2 separate regions of the Macaca mulatta genome follow, and region 1 is linked to region 2. The links are chromatin contacts, called in public Hi-C maps. All regions are on one chromosome and are shown on one strand. Each heading gives the region's core, a stretch centred on a gene start, on an enhancer-like site or on the middle of the called end of the contact. The rest is flanking DNA. Distances are from core to core; before and after follow the strand shown. Region 1 holds the start of TRMT10C (tRNA methyltransferase 10C, mitochondrial RNase P subunit). Region 2 holds the start of ZBTB11 (zinc finger and BTB domain containing 11).

Region 1 (2,789 bases), core at 133-2,632, 100 kb after region 2:
TCCCAGCCACTCGTGAGGCTGAAGTAGAAGAATTGCTTGAAAAGGTGGGGGGGTGGGGGGGGGCGGAAGTTGCAGTGAGCCGAGATTGTACCACTGCACTCCGGTCTGGGCGACAGAGTAAGACTGTCTCAAACAAACAAACAAAAAACACCTCAAATGCAACAAATCGAAATAACCCCTCTACCTTTGCTTCACAATCTGGTCCTCCTTCAGTGTTGTTTCAAGGGATATTGCTATCCATTGGTATTGTTCCCAACATATATTTCTAAGCCTATTGCGGCCAGGTCAGCAGCATCAGCATCTCTAGCTACTCTTCACCTCACACTTTAGTATTCCACCATTAGTTTTCACAGCACTCTTGTCCCTATGACAGTACTTCTAACACTGTACTGTAATTGGCTGGTTATCTATTTGCCTCTCTAGATGGTAAGGACTAACTAGTGTCCATGAGGACAAGGACTTTGTCTATAATGTTAACATTGAATCCAATGCTTGACAATAAATATTGTCAATAAATATTGGCTCACAGTAATCACGCAAATATTTTCCTAATATCCTTGCTCGATGCTTCTTACATTAAAAAAAAGAAAAAAAGTTCAGCCTCCCTTTATTATTTTTTTGAGGGGTATCGGAGTGCAGTGGCGCCATCTTGGGTCACTGCCAGCTCCGCCTCCCGGGCTCACGCCATTCTCCTGCCTCAGCTTCCCGAGTAGCTGGCACTACAGGCGCCCACCACGCCCGGCTAATTCTTTTGTATTTTTAGTAGAGACGGGGTTTCACTGTGTTAGCCAGGATGGTCTCGGATCTCCTGACCTCGTGATCCGCCCGCCTCGGCCTCCCAATGTGCTGGGATTACAGGCGTGAGCCACCGCGCCCTGCTCAGCCTCCCTTTAAAGAGAAAACAATTTACTTTAAAATCCCCGAAATATTTAAGCTGGAGTCCCCAGGCACCAGTCTAATAAACATTGATTTCAGAAAGAGTTTTAAAAGTTTTATTCTTGTAACTGGTAAAGACTTAGAATACCACAGAAATGAAAACCCCACTTGCAAAAAGCAATCAAGGACATCGTTTCAGGAACCACTGATTTTGTTTAAGGTACTGTACTAGTTACAGTTTATTATTCACTGGGCTTCCTCTTACCTCTGGACCTTCCGAGCGCATATGCTCCACTAAGTGCGTCCCGGAACGTCTCCGGCGTCCTCCCACCCCCAACACACACATTAGGAGAAAGAAGAAACTCGCTTACCAGGAGTGCAAAGATAGTGGTTCTAGCTGACGCAAAGTGCAGGGACCCTAGAGGACGAAGGACTCCGCCGTATGGACGCCCAGTGACCCGCGCCGAAGCCAGCACGCAGCTCACCCAACATTCCACACGATAGACCAAAGCGGTTGCTGGGGCTCAGGCGGAAGTTCCGCCCTCTCCCTTCCGGCGCTGCTTTTTTATGTCACAGCACGCAAAGAACGCTTTCCCGGCTGAAAGAAGCGCCGTAGACTAGACAGGTGTCTGTAGGCAGTTGGGTACTTGCAGACTACGCTCTTAGTTGTCATGGATTTGTACCTATGTTGTGTTGTGTTGTGTTTTCCTCCATTTATCCTAAAAACTGTCTCTGGGCCGGCCAGGTGGCTCACGCCTGTAATTCTAGCGGTTTGGGAGGCTGAGGCGGGCGGATCACTTGAGGTCAGGAGTTCGAGACCAGCCTGGCCAACATAGTGAAATCCCGTCTCTACCAAAAACACAAAAATTAGCCAGGTGTAGTGTCGCGCGCCTGTAGTCCCAGCTACTCAGGAGGCTGAGGCAGGAGAATCACTTGAACCCGGGAGGCGGAGGTTGCGGTGAGCCGAGATCACGCCACTGCACTCCAGGCTGGGCAACAGAGTGAGACTCCGTCTCAAAAAGCCAAACAAAAACTGTTCCTAATCCTGTTCTCAACTGACTCTCCTCTTGGGCTCCGTATTTATAAACATTTGCTGACCAAGTACTAAAATAAAGTGTGTTTTTTTCCACAGATCTTCTTACTCAGCTTCAAACTCCCTGACGCTAGGACTTTAAACTCTTAATCTTTTTGACCAGTTTATCACCAGTACCTGTCACTATGCTTGGAACATGGTAAGCCACAGTAAGTTTCTCTCTCCTCCTAGTTCATTTGGAAAATTTAATGTGAAATGAAGTTAAAACACTGTTGTAAATAAATTGGTGGCCTTTGGGTCAAAATCCAGCCTCCACATATTTTGTTTAGCTAGCACAGTGTTTTTATGTTTTCAATTATTTTAGTTTAGCTGTCATCTTAAAAACATATGGTACAAGACCATTTACTGGGGAAAGGTCAATCTTTTCGACAGTTTGTGCTGGGAAAACTGCATATACACATGAGAAGAGTGAAGTTGGACCCTTACCTAACACCATATATAAAAACTAACTCAAAATGAGTCAAATACTTAAATAAAATAGTGTAGTGAAAACTATAAAACAGAATTAAACATAGAGGAAAATCTTCATGACATTGGATTTGGTAGATTTCATAAGTATGACACCAAAATCATAGGCAACATAAGAAAAAATATACAAATTGGGCTTCATAAAATTGAAATACTTTTGGGCCGGGCGCGGTGGCTCATGTCTGTAATCCCAGCACTTTGGGAGGCCGAGACAGGCAGATCACGACGTCAAGAGATTGAGATCATCCCGGCCAACATGGTGAAACGACGTCTCTACTAAAAATGCAAAAATTAGCTGGACATGATGGTGTGTGCCTGTAGTTCCAGCTACTCAGGAGGCTGAGGCAGGAGA
Region 2 (2,926 bases), core at 387-2,886:
ATTTAATATCAATTAACTTAAAATGTTTTTTGTTTTTTTTTTTTGAGACGGAGTCTCCCTATGTTACCCAGGTTGGAATGTAGTGGCACAATCTCGGCTCACTACAACCTCCGCTTCCCGGGTTCAAGCGATTCTCCTGCCTCAGCCTCCCGAGTAGCTGGCACCACAGGTGTGTACCACCATACCCAGCTAATTTTCTTATTTTTAGTAGAGACAGGGTTTCACCATGTTGGCCAGGATGGTCTCCATCTCCTGACCTCGTGATCTGCCCGCCTCGGCCTCCCAAAGTGCTGGGATTACAGGCGTGAGTCACCACGCCCGACCAAAATATTTGAAGACAGTCAATATGACAGGAGACTGGGGCTGGCCCAACACGTAGACCAGCTGCACAGAAGGTGCATTTGGTCTTCCGCTCTCACTGCCCCACCCCATGGGGGAAGAGGTGCATCTCCATGTTTAAATTCCTCCTTTGAGCTATAGTGGCAAACTCAGCAATTAAGTAGGTCCCAGGCCTGTAGTTTTTCTTTCGGGACTTGATGGCTCATGTCCCTGCACCTGGAATCTTTTTCAAGGATGTCCGGGCCATCTGGGAACTGCTGCGTGTACACACACACACAGAAACACGCCCCTAACACCAGAGGTTGGGTGTATCATTCTGTTTTCGAGCCTACTGTATTCACCTGTCTGCCCGTCAGCTACTTCTACAAGGGTCAAAGGGCGTCACCCAGAGACTACAGATCCCCTGGTGGAGAACTGTACTGGCCGTTTCTGCAGCTGGAGCCCTCGGCCTAAAATGTTCTGGCTTTAACAAAGAGGCGACAGTGTCCAACCCCAGTCCCCGAGGAGGGATGTCAGCCCTGGGCTCCTGTGAGCGCTGCAGATTCCTTCCAGAGAAGGGTGACCGGGGTCGCTGCTCCGGGAATACCAGCTAAATATCTGAATTAGCATCCTCAGCACGCGCTGGGAGACACAGTTCAAGTCTGCTCCCCTTCTTGTGCCCTTATATATATTTGGTGCAAAATGGAGAACCTTTTCCCCTACGTTTGTGTAAAAATATATGTAAATAAAGCTTTATAATAGTGTTACTGACCCCCTTTTCCACTCGCAATAAGATTGACTACATATGCTGATCATTCCAGAAAAATCTCGACTCTTCCTTGAGTAGTCTGGAGCTAGCAGGTGCACTGAAAATGTTACAACTGTTAACTGAAATCTAAATTTCCATGTGAATGGGCTGTCTGTGGTCCCCTGTCCAGAGACTAATATTTTTCCAAAAGCCTGAAAATATGCTTTTATGATATCTGGAGTCTCAAGGTAAACGTAAAAACGGACTCCTTTACCCCTTACGGATGTCTCCCATGAACTCACAACTGTCCACCAGCTCCCCCTTCACGTGGCTCCTTAAAAAGCGTGGAAAGGGGAAAAATGAAGAGAGAAACTGCCAGGACTTAAGATGTCTGCTTTGAAGACCTTTCGAGTTGCAATGAAAGGCCTACCCGCTTCCAAAATGTCCACCCGCAGTCCTGACGTCACTGGATCGGCTCCATCAAGCCAGAAAACGAGAGTGCGCTCCAATCAGGGCTCAGTCCCCGCCCTTGGCTTGCGTCACTTCCGGTGGTGCAGCAGCCATTTTGTCAGTCGCCAGCGGATCCCGCGCGCTGGGGAAGTGCAGTTCCCCCTGGTTACCAACTCGTCCCCTTTTCCTTCGGACTAAGGGAGCCGTCGAAGAGTGCTCGCCAAAGGCGCAGCCGTTTCTCCCTGCGGTGCCGCCGCTCCTGCTGCAGCCGCCCGTAGGTAGTGGGCCGTTTTTCTCACCTGTCCCTGACAGGCGCCCTCAGGGAGCCGCGGTCCGCGATGTCAAGCGAGGAGAGCTACCGGGCCATCCTGCGTTACCTGACGAACGAGCGCGAGCCATACGCGCCGGGCACCGAAGGCAATGTCAAGCGTAAAATCCGAAAAGCTGCCGCCTGCTACGTGGTGCGCGGCGGGACTCTGTATTACCAGCGGCGGCAGCGACACCGCAAGACCTTCGCGGAGCTGGAGGTGGTGCTGCAGCCGGAGCGACGCCGGGACCTCATCGAGGCGGCGCACCTGGGTCCCGGCGGCACTCACCACACCCGGCATCAGACCTGGCACTACCTGTCCAAGACGTACTGGTGGCGAGGTGAGACCTGGCCCGCGGTAAGGGGTCGGGCTGGCGACTCGTTGCCTGGGCAAGGCTCGCTGGCGAGGCCTGTTTGCGCACCCACGAGTCGGAGGGTCTCGGACGCCTCTGGGCGTCGGAGCTGCTGCTGCCAGGCGGAGCCGAGAGGGTGGGGGACGCGAAAGGAGCCGCACTTCCCACAGGAAGGAGGCCGGCGAAGCTGGGGGCGGGTCCTGGCCCAGGGTGGGACCAAGGGGGCTTCCCCGGAGGCCGGGCCTGCCGCGGGGAGGGGCCGGACGCCTGGGCTGCGCCAGGTCCGCCTCCTTGGGCGGCCCGTGGAGGCTGAGGCCCCGGCCCTCCGGAGGTGGCGTTTGGCCCGCGGCAGTGAAGGCTGCGGGGTGCACGTTTTCAACTCTGTGCTGACGTTTGGAGGGAGGAACTAGTCACCCGAAGCCGGGTCTCCCGTTTCTTTAGTGCTACGCTTGGGTTTTGGCGAGCAAGTGTGAGCTGCTCTGGACACATTCGGTAGTGTTCCTCAAATTTCGTCGCTGCCGCGTAAATAAGGGATAACACAATTATTTGCAGAAGTGATAAGCAGTGATTGGGAAATCGCCTTGAGCGTTTTTTTAAGAACAAGAATTAAATGTAAAAGATATCAGATACTCTTTTTTTGGTTGGTTGGTTGGTTGGTTTTGCGGTGAGGGGAGGTTGGTTGGTTGAGTGGACACGGGTCTCGCCACGTTCCCCAGGTTGGTCTCCATCTGGCCTCAAACGATCCTCCCG

The links. A called contact is a pair of places that touch in the nucleus more often than the background predicts.
Region 1: a Hi-C map of CD4 T cells shows a contact between it and region 2, with 4 times the contacts expected there. The contact joins the promoter of TRMT10C here to the promoter of ZBTB11 in region 2. A contact is called at or near these places in 5 of 14 Hi-C or Micro-C datasets (CD4 T cells, blood, cortical neurons and 2 more).

Annotation. Positions count from the first base shown.
Region 1 is chr2:182,019,324-182,022,112 of T2T-MMU8v2.0, forward strand. TRMT10C (tRNA methyltransferase 10C, mitochondrial RNase P subunit) reads right to left here and starts at 1,383. Exons shown (of 2, transcript XM_015129663.3): 1 at 1,248-1,383. It also overlaps the pseudogene LOC106996647.
Region 2 is chr2:181,917,478-181,920,403 of T2T-MMU8v2.0, forward strand. It overlaps ZBTB11 (zinc finger and BTB domain containing 11), which reads left to right and starts at 1,637. Exons shown (of 11, transcript XM_002808309.4): 1 at 1,637-2,164. The coding sequence starts at 1,855.